Linked DNA regions of Sus scrofa: regions 1, 2, 3 and 4 are each linked to region 5. The links are chromatin contacts, called in public Hi-C and targeted proximity ligation maps. All regions are on one chromosome and are shown on one strand. The core of a region is the stretch at or near the end of the contact, and the rest is flanking DNA. Distances in the headings are between cores, read along the strand shown.

Region 1 (2,804 bases), core at 122-2,621, 140 kb before region 5:
CCATCTCAAAACTCGGAGCAGGAGTTCCGTTTTGGCTCATCGGTTAATGAATCCAACTAGCATCCATGAGGTTGCGGGTTCGATCACTGGCCTCGATCAGTGGGTTAAGGATCTGACGTTGCCGTGAGCTGTGGTGTAGACCAGCAGCCACAGTTCCAATTTGACCCCTAGCCTAGGAACCTCCATATGCTGCAGGTGCGGACCTAAAAAGCAAAAAAAAAAAAAAAAAGCCTCGAGCCTTTCATTTTCGTATAGGTCTTTATATCATGCATTGTTCCTACTAAACTGTCTGGGAAATGGTCTCTTTGGTGTTGCGGGGGCATATGGATCACTGAGGATGATGAGTGAGAATTACCTGCTCCCCCCCCACCACTTTCATCTCCCTAACTTCTCTTATCATCATCCATGGGCTTAGAGAAAGCATGAATGGGGAAATGTGATCCTGGGGTGTGAGAGAAACTTGATCTTAGCCTGTGCTCTGCCCTGGAAATTTCCTAGTCAAACCCCAAGACTTTAACCAAAGGCAGAGTTTTGTTTTTTAGGGTCTACTAGTTAATCATTATATATTGTGATTAAATTGGGTCCAAAAAAAAAATTTTTTTTTTGCTTTTGACTATTTAGGGCTGCACCTGTGGCAAAGAGAAGTTCTCAGGTTAGGAGTGGAATCAGAGCTGCAGCTGCCGGCCTACACCCCAGCCACAGCAACGCAGGATCTGAGCCACATCTGTGACCTACACCATAGCTCATGGCAACACCAGATCTCCGACCCACTGAGCAAGGCCAGGGATCGAACCCACATCCTCATGGATACTAGTCGGATATGTCTGCTCCGCCACAACGGGAGCTCCAATTGGGTCAAATGTGGGTGAATTTTGGAGACACTTTTCTAATGAGAAAAGAAGCTGAGAAAAGAAATCAGCCCTTTTTTGTGACCATCACATTCACAGTCCTAATTTGTGGGGGACTCTTTGGTAGTGAGAAGAAGGGCTGGTTTGTATCTAGAAGAGGTCTACAGAGAGAAGGGTTTGGGATCAGAAAGTACTTTCAGAATGAGGTCCCAACCAGACCTGGGTCTTCCCACTGACCGATTACTTGCGGCTTTTCCTCTCTCTTCCTTGTGTGTTTCTCTCCCATATCAAGACCTTCAGACCAAGGGCAATGTGGATTATTTCCCAGTTTTCCAGCTGGGCCGTTCACCAAGAACAAACCCAGACATCAAGGCCAGACCGAAAAAAAAAAAAAAAACTTCTTGTTTTAGACAGAAGACTCCTACATCTGGGGGATTTAATGCACCCACTGTCCTCTCAGTGCACTTCCTGTGTCCGGAGCTTCTCTGCCTGCCGCCTCTGGTCTCATAAGTTTCCATACCCCGCTGCCAACTTATAATAACAGAGGCAGCAGGGCAGCAACGTCAGAATCCACTCCAAACGTGGGCACGTGCTTTGCAACCTGAAACAAAGCTTGGAAGGGCTCAAGGCAGACCTTTCGGCCTTGACAGTGGTTGTGCCCAGACCACCAGGAGCCTGGAATTAAATACCCTTAGATCCAGTTCTCTGCCATTAATGTTATCAGCTTCATCAAGTACTTCCTCTTTCAGTGGTGTCTGCCGAGAAATAAATAAATCAAGCTCCTCCGAGTCCTGTTCCTGCCCAGATCCTGAGTCAGAAGTAAGATCTGAGCTGGATTGTCCAGAGCACTATCTCCCTCCGTCATTGTTCCCAAAATCTAGGCAGGAACAGAGAGTGAAATTTCTCCAGGACATTACATCAGTTCCTCTTTTCCCCTTAGCATGAAAGTTCTTCCTCTCGCAGCCCTCCCCGACTTCCTAAGGCTTGTCCTGAGTGCACACCCATCCACTGAGCCTTGAAACCCAGGACATCAAAGAAAGCCTGCAGGTAACCAGACGACTGGCCACCGCCTGTGTCCGTTTGGAAATTTGTAAGACAGGAAATGGATTCGGGAAATGGGATTTTGAAATACATCGTCTTCATCATCCTTGAGTGTTTTTAAACCTGAATAAGTTTAATGAAAGGGAGACGTTCTGTAAATGGCATTTAGAAGAAAATATATGAAACTTCAAAATGCAGCTGTCTTAAATATGGCTTCCCGTGATCATATTCGGTGACAAATGAGACGTGAACCATGGACAAAAGATAAATTCATTTTTGTGGAGGGCAGAATTGATCCATATTAGCTCTGAAAAGAAAACGTGCCTCATCCCTGAGAGATCACAGATCATGTCTATCATACTAATTATCGCAGCTATTAAATAAGTTAATTCCACGGGCCCAATCGGTACCCTGTAAGTATTTACTTGCACTGAGGTTAAAGTGAGGAAGTTGGTACTTGTCATCCCAACCTGTATCTTGCAAGGTTGAGTACTTTAAATCCCTTTATAAAATTATAATCAGAGATCCTTCACATCTCCTGAAAACGAATAGCACCTCAGTATCATCAGCTATTTTATGAATGTGCACATTTTTCCAACAGTCTCATAAGAGTTTTTATAGTTGATTTGAATCACAACCCAAGCAAGTCTGTCTGTACTTTGCAGATGGTTTGATGTGTCTCTTAAGTCTTTCTTTTTTCTTTTTAGGGCCGCACCCTCAGCACATGGAAGTTCACAGGCTAGGTAGCAATCAGAGCTGCAGCTGCCAGCCTACACCACAGCCACAGCAATGCCAGATCCTTAACCCACTGAGCAGGGCCAGGGATCAAACCCACATCCTCATGGTTACTAGTCAGGTTAGTTTCCACTGAGTCACAGTGGGAACTCCTCTTAAGTATTTTTTAATCTATATATA
Region 2 (2,943 bases), core at 4-2,503, 190 kb before region 5:
TTCCAAGAAGTAGTGTCTTTTGGAACATTTTCTGGTGACCCTGCCACTGGGGTCATCTGCTTTTCTGTCCATTTTTCACAGTTTCCAGAAAAGACTTTCTGCCTTTGGAAAACCTCTTGGTCCTTCCTTCAGTGCCTGGATTTCTACCCTTGAACATGGATTTTTGTTTTAAAAAGCCCAGAGACCAGGGAGATGGCTCATTAAGCTCTGGGTGGTCATTTCACTCGAACATTAATCATTTTTAGATCTCTTCCTGGAAGCGTATTTTAATGGATGGGGGGATGAGGGGTGAGAGGAAACAGGGATGTGTAGATCACGACACAAGTTTCGGGGAGAGGGAGAGAAGGGAAGAAAGAAGAAAAGAAAGGCAACTTTTCTGAGTCCTGCTGGGGACCCAGCACTTTCACACATGTAATTTTCACAGCAATCCGTGTGAGTTGAGATCCACTTTTTACAGATTAGGAAATGAAGACAGGAAATGAAGTGTCCTGCTGGGGTCATATGCTAGCTAGTCTGGGCCAGGGCTGGGACTTAAAACCAGAGCTGCCTGACCCAAAGCCTGCACTGCTTCTCATTCCACCATATCCTGTCATTGAAGGGAAAAGGGCAAAGAACTGGGGAGCCAAGGTGGAATTTGCCTGCTTCAGAATTGTGCATAAGGCTCCCCCTGTCTGAAAGCATCCCTTTGAAATCAGATGCACGCACGTGGCAGTAGCAGTGTCCTAATGCTGACGAATTCTAAGCCTTGGCTTTACCGAAAGTTTATGTAACACTCTAAAATGTTTTATGTGGAATGAGGTATTTGTTCATCAGGAACCTTTCTCTGCTTGCTCAGAATACTTTTTATCCTTCCCTTATCCATTTTTATTAGCCATTTCCCCCTTTTGGGAAATGTCTTCACACTCCTCATGGGAATCTTGCCTTCTTACCAGAAGGCTGGGGAGCATAAGCTCTCAGGTCCCTTCCACCACTAGTCCTTGCAATATTTGGGCTGGGTGCTGTTAGGCTAAATCACAGGAAGCAGACTGCCTTTTTTGTGCACAGGCCCCTTGAGGGAGGTTACATTCTCGGGTACCCCCCCCCCCCGCATTAGTCACTGCCAGCGGTATGGCAGACCTCCTTAGAGCCACTCCTCTCACCAACACACCTTCCCTCAAATGCATTTAAGGCTTGTTTGGGATTATTTCCTGCCTCTCAGTCCAGCACTTTGGGGAGAGGACTGGGGGTGCACTGTCCCTGGTGGCTTTCCTCATGGCCCCAGCATGGGCCACCGTCAGCCAGTGGGAGGGTTTCTTGTGAGAGGCAGGTCTGTCCTACCCACCTTGGTATTCTTTCAGAGCAGCCACAAAACCACGCTTTCTCTATTAAGTACACATTCCTGAGACTGTAACAAAAGGCTGAGAGCAGCAGGGGAGCGTACTGCTCCAAGGGCTGAAGATTTAAAGGGTTTCATTTCTTCCTTGCTGGAGACTGTATTGTTTGAATGCAGTTTGGAAGCCGCTTCTCCACCACAAGGGGAAATAGAAACCTGCCCTAAAGCTGCACAGGGACCCCGACTGGTCTTTATCCTCATAGCTTAGTGATTTCCTGCTACATGATTGAGCGGCAGGGCGCCCTGACATCCATGAGGCCCCAGGAAGCCCTGTATGAATGTCCTCCCTTTGCTGAGTGGCTGCTCAGCCAGGCCAGTTCCCTTCAGCCAGAGCCCTGAGCCACAGCTAAGCTGCCCTCCCAGGATGGGGGTGGGAGAGCCTCATTGTTTTAGAAGAGATACAGGAAATCAGAGATTTCCATCCTCCCCAGTTGGGGAGAATTGAATTCTACAGAGAAAGTAGCCAGCTTTGAACAGAAAGCCCCCTCCCCTCACCCTTCCCCTCCGCAGCCCATCCCCCAGGGCACCCCATCTTACTGAACTGCACTTGGGGGAAACCTGCTTGCCTGCGTGATGGGATGGGCACCGTGACCGTGGGCTTGGCTGTGCTGCCAAGCTCTTGCTTTTTCAGTAGCAGAGTTAATGTGGCCATGACTCAGAATGATGGGACCCCAGATGCTAAGGAAGTGAACTAACTCCTTTTCAGCTCACAGTGGACTCATAGTCGACAGAATAGGTTTCATGTTCTAATGAAACCGCGCAGAAACTCTGTCCTTGGTGGCCGAGTAGCATGTGGGGTGACTCTCCCTCCCTCCCTCTCTCCTGCACTGCCTCCTCTCTTTTTCTTCAAGCCAGAGCCGAGAACTCTTTTCCAGCCCAAATTCCTTTAAGCAAAGGGTCCTTCCACACGTGACCTTGAATAGATTTCTTCTCGTGATATGCCTATCCTGAGCTGCATTCTGTTCCTTGGATCTAGGAAAGGCTGGAGAAATCTTCCACTCCATTTAAGGAGAGCCTGTATGGGTAGTGGATAGGACCTCAGGCACAGAATAAAGAACAGCTTACAATTATATAGCACTTTTCCTTCCAGGGAGTACCAAGCACTTCCTTGTAAATCCTGCCCTATTCTCGCAGAGCATGAGTTACTTCCTAGAAATGATTTAGGCTCTTTTGGAAAATGCATTGATTCTTTTAACCATCATGAACCCTGTTACAGTAAAACCTCTATTATCTGATCTTCTGTGAATTTGTAAAGCTATTATTAACTGGCACATTGCATATTTCACCAGTGCAATGACAGCTGATGTTTATGATAGTGACCCTGAACTTAAGATCTGAATTTTACCCACTCAGGAATCAAAGGAAGATTAAATTGTATTCAGGAGAGTTTGTCGTGTCTATTTTATTGTATTCAAATCTTTCTGAAGGGAGTCCAAGTGTATGTCCACTGTAACTTCCCCGAGTGGTGCCTATTTAAAATACTTTCTCTTTTCCAGGCATTGTAAACCAAACTCTGTTTTTGTTTTTTTTGTTTCTTTTTTTTTTTTTTAAGGATTCTAATATTTTGGGTC
Region 3 (3,019 bases), core at 28-2,527, 240 kb before region 5:
TTGTGTTGGATCCCCCTCTGCGATCCAACTGTGGTTAAAACCTCATAAATTTTAGAAAAACAGAATAACTCCCTAAAAGAAGATCGTAAATCCACTCTATAGAAACCATCCACCACAACCCCAAACCTCAGGGTGAATATATTCAGATTTCAGTGGGCTATAGGATTCTTGCTATCCCTTAAATATCACTCTGTTTCCTGGTAAACAGTATCCCTTACCGAGTCTTGGCACATGGATCGTGTAATAAGATCAGACCCCATCGCTCTGCCATTCAAGTTCCGTCTTAAGTCCAGGGTGAAAATCCAGAGCTGCCTTCGTTCCTCCTCTGTCTCTCGGCCTCTTTGTCCCACTGCCTACGATCCAGTTTGAAGTTCGGCACCATCCCTCTTTTTGTGCTTTAGATTTCTTTTTCTCAACTTTTTTTTTTTGTTTGTTTTTTCTTTTTTTTAATGAAGTGATTTGAAATGGAAAATTAAGAACTTAACTGAGAGTCTGGCAGTTTTCTGCTAATGCCTCTGTACTAGGAAGCTTCATAAAATATTATATATTATTATTCACTTCAGCACAGCTGCTCTGGGCTCTCACCCACTTAGTCATTCACAGTATGTCTGAGAGATTAATTTTTATAAGGCTGTGGTTTGGGATATTTTTCTCCCCCTGCACGTTTTACTTAAAATCCTCACCGGGAAAGTTTGTGGGGAAAAAAAATCCACCACCCCTGATAGAAGGTAATTTGGCAATATACATGCTTTCGGAACTATAATTGGCTGTTTTATTTTTTGTGCACGCTCTTTGTTTGGAATACTGCAATCTTTCTACCAGAAATCTCAAATGTAGGGAGGGGGGGATTGAGGACAAGAATGGGAGCTTGCAGGGCTGGTGTGTGTGGCAGGCAAGTTTTTGGAGATGCCCCTTTCTTGATGAAAGCCTCTCGGAGCGTTCAAGCCCTTGGTGTGACCCAAGGTGGGCAGGGGGGCACATGGGCTCAGGAGCACAAGGAAGAGGGAGGCAGAGGCAGGCCAGGGTCCGTGTCGGTGGGGTCCCCACCCCCAGAGTGAGAACCGCACTGTTTATCCCAGCCTCCCAGCAGCAGCCAGCAGGCCAGGGGTGTTTTCAGGACTCAGCTGCCAAAGTTTCTTGAAACAGCTCTGCTCAAAGGCATATGCTGGGCTCACTTCTGAGGGAAATTTCCTTTTTGGGGAAGTTGAAGCAAAGGAATTTCCTGTGTGGGCAGACAGAGCTTCCTGACTTGAAGGCTTCTTGGAAGGGAAACAGTTTCATAATGAAATGACAAATTAAAGACATACCAGCCGGGTTCACTTCAAAACAGCTATTGAGCGTGCAGGCAAAGCCCTATTCTACTCCCTCACAGAACAAAAATAAATCCCATCCTGACAGGTTTCTGTATGCGGGATTAGATCCGTCCCCCACACCTTCCCTCGCAGCCTGCTTCATCTCCCGTCCTCCCACCCCCGCCATTAGCTGCCACCGTCTCTGTCTTCACAGCCCTGGAGCCACCAGCAGGGAGGCCGGGCGCATCTCTCTCTCTCTTGCTGCCTTTCTTTCTGGCTTGGCCCAGTCCTGACCCCCACGGAGGCCCGAGAAGGTTCTGTTACGAGCCCCATGCTGCCAAGCCCCACAGAAAGGACCTCTTTCCTTCCCCGGTGGACACAAAGCAATGATTGAAGATGTCTTCGGCAATGGGCTTAAAAAAAAAAAAAAGAAAAAAAGAAAAAGCAGCCATTTCCTCAGGCTGGCCTTTAAGATCATGCAGGCAGTAAATATGAGTGCTCTTCTGGTCTGGGGAGCTGAGTCCAAAGCCTGGTTTGTTGAAGAAAAGAAGGCTCTGTGTTGGACCGACGATGTTCTTATACCTGAACGTATCATTTTATGCAGTTTAGACAGCTCGCATTTTTTAAATGGACTTGAAGACGCCTGATGAATTAAACTTCTCTTTTTATGGAACAGACCAGGAGAAGCAATGATGGCAGTTATCATTTGGGGTCAATATCAATTAGGCTTGAGCTAAGGGAGGAGAAAAGGCACAGGTTTGGGGATCGGATGTCCAAGGGCCAGCTCTAACTATGTACCACTGGCATCGTCACCAGGGACGAGTGGCTTCACCTCTCAGCCTCAGTTTCCTCATCTCTAAAATGGGCACAGCAGCGCCTTTTCCACAGTATGGTGAGGAAACTCGATTATGACTTCCAAAGCACTTTGTATGCGCCTCTAAAGCCTTGGCCAAATAGCTCTTGCTATTTAGTCACTATTGGGATTGAAATACAGTATTCGATTGAAACAGCAGGAGTGTAGGATTCGGAGATCAGTTTGGCAGATGTTTATTGGAGGTTTTCTCTGTGTGCAGTGTGCTTGGGCTCTGGGGCGAGGGCAATAAATGAAGTGTGAGGTTTAGAGAGGCCACATGGTGTAGCAGAAAGAATCTCGGACTTAGGGTCAGGAGGCCAGGGTTCAAGCCCGGCTGTTACTCAATAGCTCTGTGGCTGGGAGTGAGCTCTTTAACCTTTATGAGCCTCAGTTATTCATCTGTAAAATTGGGGGAAGTCAAACTCTATGACTTTAATAAGTTCTGTTCAACTCTGACATTGTTTAATCAATTTTAAGAGCCTTTTCTGCTGCTCATAGGATTGATTCAGAAGAGTAAGGAGGAAATAGTCCCTGTATGACAGCTTGTCTGATGAAGAAGCTTGCATCAAAAAGCTAGATATTTTTAATTAGTGTGTCTGATATGAACAGGAAAAGAATGGTGCTTGCCAGATATGTCAGCAGTGGCAGTTTGTTTTGGGGTGTTTCTCAGTGAATGCTGACTTGAAAATGACGAGGGTCGCGGCAGTTTCTTCAAGCGAACTTCTCTCAGAATTTTGGTTTACCTTCTCCCAGCTGCTCCAAGGGATATTCGGCATGTTTCCAAATGGTTATTTTATTTTGGTGGCCACACCGGTAGCATGCGGAAGTTTCCAGGCCAGGGCTTGAACCCGCACCACAGCTATAACCAGAGCCA
Region 4 (2,700 bases), core at 101-2,600, 260 kb before region 5:
GGCTGACAGTCTGGGGATTGTGCCACAGTGGATATTAGGTGCATGGTTACAGCAGTAGATTTAAGAATGAGGACCAGGAGTTCCCATTGTGGCTTAGCAGTCATGGACCCGACTAATATCCATGAGGACTCGGGTTCGATCCTTGCCTGACTCTGTGGGTTAAAGATCTAGCATGCGTGAGCTATGGTGTAGGTTGCAGATGCGGCTTGGATCCACGTGGCTGTGGCTGTGTAGCTCCTCCCATTCAACCCCTAACCTGGGAACCTCCATGTGCCGCAGATGCAGCCAAAAAAAAAAAAAAAAAAAAAGAATGAGAACCATGTCAGTCACCCCAGAGAGGAACAAAAAGAGAGATAAAGGAGATGCGTCTGTGGTGTGGGGTCCCCAGGTGTGAGTTTGGTTCTCCTTGGACAGGAGCCCACACTGGGCAGCATCCTTTCTGGGGTCCCCTTTCCCGCTGCTGGCCACAAACCCAGGGTCACTGTAGGTGTGTGGCCACTAGCATATTGTTTGAGGGCCCAAAAGCACATTTTGCTTTTTCCCCCTTTAGTCAAAGTACCTACCGTTTCTTTTGTTTCGCACAAATCTCGTCCTTGAAACTTTTTTTTTAATTACTCAATGAATTTATCACATCTGTAGTTATATCATGATCATCACAATTTCACAGGATTTCCATCCCAGAGCCCAAGCACATCCCGCACCCCCCAAAACTGTCTCCTCCGGAGACCATAAGTTTTTCAAAGTCTGTGAGTCAGCCTCTGTTCTGCAAAGAAGTTCAGTCTGTCCTTTTTTTCAGATTCCACATGTCAGCGAACCTTTTGAAAAGAGCCTCCATCCCAGGCTTAAGGTGTTGCTCTATTGCTGAGTGAAAACCATCACCAAGAGTACACGGCCCTCGAGGTCCACAATCCCTTAGTCTCGGGCCTTCTTTTTAGGGGTGTCATCATGACATAGTGTGGCGGTTTTCATCTCGAATTGTTTGGGCACGAGGGGTCCGGCCGTGCCGTGTGGACTCAGGTGGCAATAAGGACAGGGGACCAGGCACAAATGGAAACACACAGGGGGCTGCTCCAAAGAAAGGACAACAAAAAGAAGGCCCAACACGATAATGTAGCAAGTCAGAGTGTATACATTTTCAAGGTGACACCTCCCTCGACCCTTTTCTCAGCAGGCTTCGCGATCGACTTCCCAAGAAACAAAGTCAAATCTGCTGTGAGGGCTGGGTTCCTCCCACCTCGATGGAGCCGGTGAGGGTGAGGAGCTGGGCTTGAGGTGGCCTCTCTCACGCGTCCGGACCAGTTACAGGATCTTGTCAGTTTCTCCTGGCTTTAAGAGAAAGTCACTGTCTTACGAAATGCCACCTTCTTTTTTTCTCGCGCTCGCGCCATGCCATTTGAAAGCTCTGGCTGCACGATGTTTTCTTCATCAACAGTTTCACTTCTGCAAAAACCCCAACAAAACAGAAAGCTATTTCTGGGAATAAAGTTAACGGTAGATAAGATAGCTAGACGTATATTGGTGGGGAGTTAGTTGAGGGTTGAAGCCTATGGAGAATTTTTTACACTAGAAAAACAGACTATGTTTAACTGTTTAAAAAAAAAAAAAGCCTATCTCACCTTGAAAACCCCCAAACATATTTTGTATGTTTCCCATATGTGTGTTTGTCTTTGCCTTTTTCACCTCAAAACCCCCAAACCAAACACCAAAAATATAACTCATCCTTAAGTTAGAGTTGCCCCAAATATGTGTGATGTTTGGTGAAGTTCACAAAAGGTGAAGTGGAAGGTGTTGCCTCTGGGCTACCTTTCATAGGACACCTTGATTGATCCAGAGGTGAAATTTAAATCGAGGGTGTCTGCCCTTCAGTAAGAAATTCACTAGGAGGGAGTTCCTGTGGTGGCGCAGTGGAAATGAATCTGACTAGAACCATGAGGTTGCAGGTTCGATCCCTGGCCTCGCTGCTCAATGGGTTAAGGATCCAGTGTTGCCATGAGCTGTGGTGTAGGTCGCAGATACAGCTCGGATCTGGCATTGCTGTGGCTCTGGCGTAGGCTGGCAGCTGCAGCTCCGATTTGACCCCTAGCTTGGGAACCTCCATATGCTGCAGGTAAAAGCATAAAACAACAACAACAACAAAAAAAAAATTCACTAGGAAACTTTAAGAAGTGCGTTTAAACAGAAGTGTTTCAAATGCCCTAGTTGCCAGTAGAGGATGCCTCAGGAACGGTATAGTGATTCCATTCGGAAATTACAAAAAAAGTATGTATATATTCATTTAAAATTGAAACTTCCTACCACAACCACCAAACTTTCCAGGTTATAAGCAGAAGAGAAGCTTCATTTTGGTCCAGGGCTGGGGGACTCCCCTGCTTCCCTTTGCACAGTTGATAGAGTCTAAAATGTTAGAGAACTCTTTCCAAAACGTAAACACCCCCTTCGCTTTATTTTAATCTGTTTTTTTTTTTTTTCTTCTGCTCTTGATTTTTGTTTTCACAATGGCAACTTACGGATCTCCTACCACCACCCACCACCCCACCACCACCTTATTTTTGGACCGTGTGTGTCCCACTTTACTTTGCCCAGTTAAACCACAGAAACGAACGGAAGTTATGTTTCTGTGTGGACTGCAAGTCAAACCAGTTGGTATGTCGAGCTGCGATGTAAATTGCCCTCCTCTTCCAGCTGAACACAATGGTTGGT
Region 5 (2,952 bases), core at 195-2,694:
GGCAGGGCTTGCCCACTGCGCCATCCTGCCAGCTGTGATGATGGAGACATATCCGAAGGGCAGGAATCTTCGCAGGAAGATGGCAGAGAGCAGGAGGACGAGGGGGAATTTGCACCTGAGTGACTCCTCACAAAATCAGGATCATCTGAGTTCCTGCTAAGCAAAGGGCGGCACCCAGAGATTTTATCAGAGACCCTGGGGCCCTAGTTAATATGGGAAGATACCCATCTTTGCCAACAAGGCACTGACTGACCTTCCTCACCCCCACTCTGGCAGGGTGCCCACTGTTAGGACCCTGGGGCTCCCAATTCTCTGCCCAGTGGGTGTGGCAGGGGTCAGGCTTGCTAGTAGATGACCAGAGGGCAGGATGGCTTTGGCAACCACACACCTGGGTTCAACTCCTGCCTGGCTATGGTGCCAACCAGCTCTAGACTCTGAGCAAGTAAAGATCATGCATCTGGACTATTTACCACTCAACAATCTCAGTGTTTATTACTGTTGTTGGTGGTGTTATTTTTGTTCTTACAAGGAATCCACTTTGCAGCTGCACTGAAAACCCCTCATCCAAAAAAGGCAACAACAACAACAACAACAACAAAGCGATGGAGAAGAACCCAGTGACCCAGGGAAACTGCAAGCGAAACCAAATGCACTGTCTTGCTGTGGTTTGTGGTGTTCGACGCTCTTGCTTCGCGGATTGTCTGCGAGGAGGCGATGACCCCGTGCAGACCATCCTCCGCTTAGCAGTGGACGGGGCTCCATTCAAAGCCTCACTCCGACCGGGTGGCCCCGGGCTCCGCCAGCCCAGGCTGATGCTGTGGTTGTGGCGCCTGGGACCGAGGGCATCCACACTCACTTCCTGCCTGCCTGTCCCCACACGCAACGGCTCCTGCAAAAGGGGAACCCAGGGCCGCTCAACAGCTGACAACAGTTGGGCTCCCCTTCTGCGCAGCAAGGCCCTGAACGTTCTGCCGCCTTTCCTCTTCACAGTCAGCATGGAGCAGCCCAAGGGGGATGTGAGCCAACACCCAGAGCAACTGGGAAAAGAGCCGGCGCGCCTTTAAGATGAAGGTGGTGGGCAGCCATCCATCTTCCCTAAACACAGACTTGCCTTGTTCTTCCATTTCTGGCTGAGTGATAAAAACGTTAAATGTCATTTCCTGTATCAGTGGTTAACCACTAGATGCTGGATCAGAGATTTACCAGAAGTGCTGAAGTTAAGGAAAAAAAAAAAAAAAAAAAAAAAACTGCTGTTTTCAATAACCCTTTCTTGCACCCTGTGGGAACTATTTAACCTTTCCTGGGGGAAGGGGGCATGAAGGGGTTGCTGGATTTGGGCCTGAGCAATAACTTTTGGATTAGATTTGCCAAAGACTTCCTTGGGCTTCATACAGGAAGTGAACCGAGGCTTGATTTCACCACCCTGCACCCTCCCCCCAGGGGGTGAGCCGGGAGTGCGGGGAAAGTGGGAGAAATCCTCCACGTGCCCTCTGTGCCCACACCCCCCCTCAGGATACCCGAGGTCATTTGTTTTACACCCCATGTTTTCATGAAGGACTGTGGCTCCGGCTCTTTTGATTCCCCCAGCTTCCTGCAGCATCAGCCGGTGACAGGGAAGCAGCCTGGGAAGAGCAGCGCTCCCAGGAAACTTCGGCACGTGATGGGCTGTGGCCTCTGGGAGGGAGAGCCCAGCTTGACCTGGGGTTGCGAGTTCCTGGATTTCCCCATCAGCTTCTCCATTCAATGAATCCTGGGAGGCCCGGCTCCGTCCCACAAGGAGATGGCTGGATGACTGCAGCTTTGCTTGAAGCACCTCTATCTGCTGGGCACTTTCTGCCCTGGGGTGACCTCCATGGGGACAACACACAAAGCCACACTGGGCTCTGCCTTGTGCCCTCCACCCCTCCCCAGGCCTTAGGCGCCCCTCTCAGTCTGGGCAGAGAGGACAAGAGCTATGCTTTGTTGCAGCAAATGCATTTCCTACCCAGGACCATCTAGAATGTTCTGTGCACACATCAAACCGTCCCAGCACTTCACGGACATCTGGGGTGACCAACAGCCCAAGTCTGCCTGGGACTAAAAGGATACACAGGAGGCAGGACTTTCGTTATGAAAACTAGGAAAGTCCCCAGCAAACCAGAATGAGTTGGACACCCGAAGAGACCAGTGTGTGACAGGCAAATAGATGTTCCGCTTCAAAGCTGAAGCTAAACAAGTAGAAAGGATCCAGCCGGGTCAACTCAAAGAGGGGTGTCATCAGAGAATTCTACCCAACATTCTGTGATAACCCATGTGGGAAAAGACTCTGTAAGAGAATAGATGTGTGTTTGTGTATAAGTGAATCAATCCCTTTGTAGCACAACAGAAATGACCACAACCTTGTCAATCAACGATACGTCAATAAAACTTGAAAAAAAAAATGAAGGAAAGGAGTTCCCGTCGTGGCTCAGCGGAAATGAACCTGACTAGGAACCATGAGGTTGCAGGTTCGCTCCCTGGCCTTGCTCAGTGGGTTAAAGGATCCAGCATTGCCATGAGTTGTGGTGTAGGTTGCAGACATGGCTCAGATCTGGCGTTGCTGTGGCTCTGGTGTAGGCCGGCAGCAACAGCTCTGATTAGACCCCTAGCCTGGGAACCTCCATATGCCATAGGTGCAGCCCTGGACAGACCAAAAAAAAAAAAAAAAAAAAAAAAAAAAAAAAAGGAGGGATGTCACAGTGTACAAGTTCCTCAGGGAAAATGACATCATCACGGCTCCCCCACCGCCTCCAGAACATCCTAGAAGGCGTGCTCTCCTAATTCAGCAGTTATCAGTGGAAATCTGAAATCAAAGGCAGAATTGGAAGGGAAAAGACTCCGGGGGGGGGGGGGGGGAATGTATTCCGCCAACGTTCTTGTACATCTGTGAAACTCAGACTGATTTTCCTTCTCATCGTCTCAGGTAACAGCACC

The links. A called contact is a pair of places that touch in the nucleus more often than the background predicts.
Region 1: a contact with region 5 is called in a Hi-C map of liver, with 4 times the contacts expected there. A contact is called at or near these places in 1 of 47 Hi-C or Micro-C datasets (liver) and 1 of 2 datasets of targeted methods (alveolar macrophages).
Region 2: a contact with region 5 is called in a targeted proximity ligation map of alveolar macrophages. A contact is called at or near these places in 1 of 47 Hi-C or Micro-C datasets (embryonic fibroblasts) and 1 of 2 datasets of targeted methods (alveolar macrophages).
Region 3: a contact with region 5 is called in a targeted proximity ligation map of alveolar macrophages. A contact is called at or near these places in 3 of 47 Hi-C or Micro-C datasets (embryonic fibroblasts, fetal liver and undifferentiated spermatogonia) and 1 of 2 datasets of targeted methods (alveolar macrophages).
Region 4: a targeted proximity ligation map of alveolar macrophages shows a contact between it and region 5. A contact is called at or near these places in 3 of 47 Hi-C or Micro-C datasets (embryonic fibroblasts, subcutaneous adipose tissue and undifferentiated spermatogonia) and 1 of 2 datasets of targeted methods (alveolar macrophages).

What each region holds. Positions count from the first base shown.
Region 1 is chr5:60,551,843-60,554,646 of Sscrofa11.1, reverse strand. The region is part of intron 4 of ETV6 (transcription factor ETV6); the gene reads left to right. Among named protein-coding and RNA genes, the nearest start is that of BCL2L14, 200 kb to the right of the region's middle.
Region 2 is chr5:60,602,936-60,605,878 of Sscrofa11.1, reverse strand. All of the region lies in intron 2 of ETV6 (transcription factor ETV6), which reads left to right. Among named protein-coding and RNA genes, the nearest start is that of ETV6, 170 kb to the left of the region's middle.
Region 3 is chr5:60,651,434-60,654,452 of Sscrofa11.1, reverse strand. The region is part of intron 2 of ETV6 (transcription factor ETV6); the gene reads left to right. Among named protein-coding and RNA genes, the nearest start is that of ETV6, 120 kb to the left of the region's middle.
Region 4 is chr5:60,669,736-60,672,435 of Sscrofa11.1, reverse strand. The region is part of intron 1 of ETV6 (transcription factor ETV6); the gene reads left to right. Among named protein-coding and RNA genes, the nearest start is that of ETV6, 110 kb to the left of the region's middle.
Region 5 is chr5:60,414,568-60,417,519 of Sscrofa11.1, reverse strand. No RefSeq gene overlaps it. Among named protein-coding and RNA genes, the nearest start is that of BCL2L14, 58 kb to the right of the region's middle.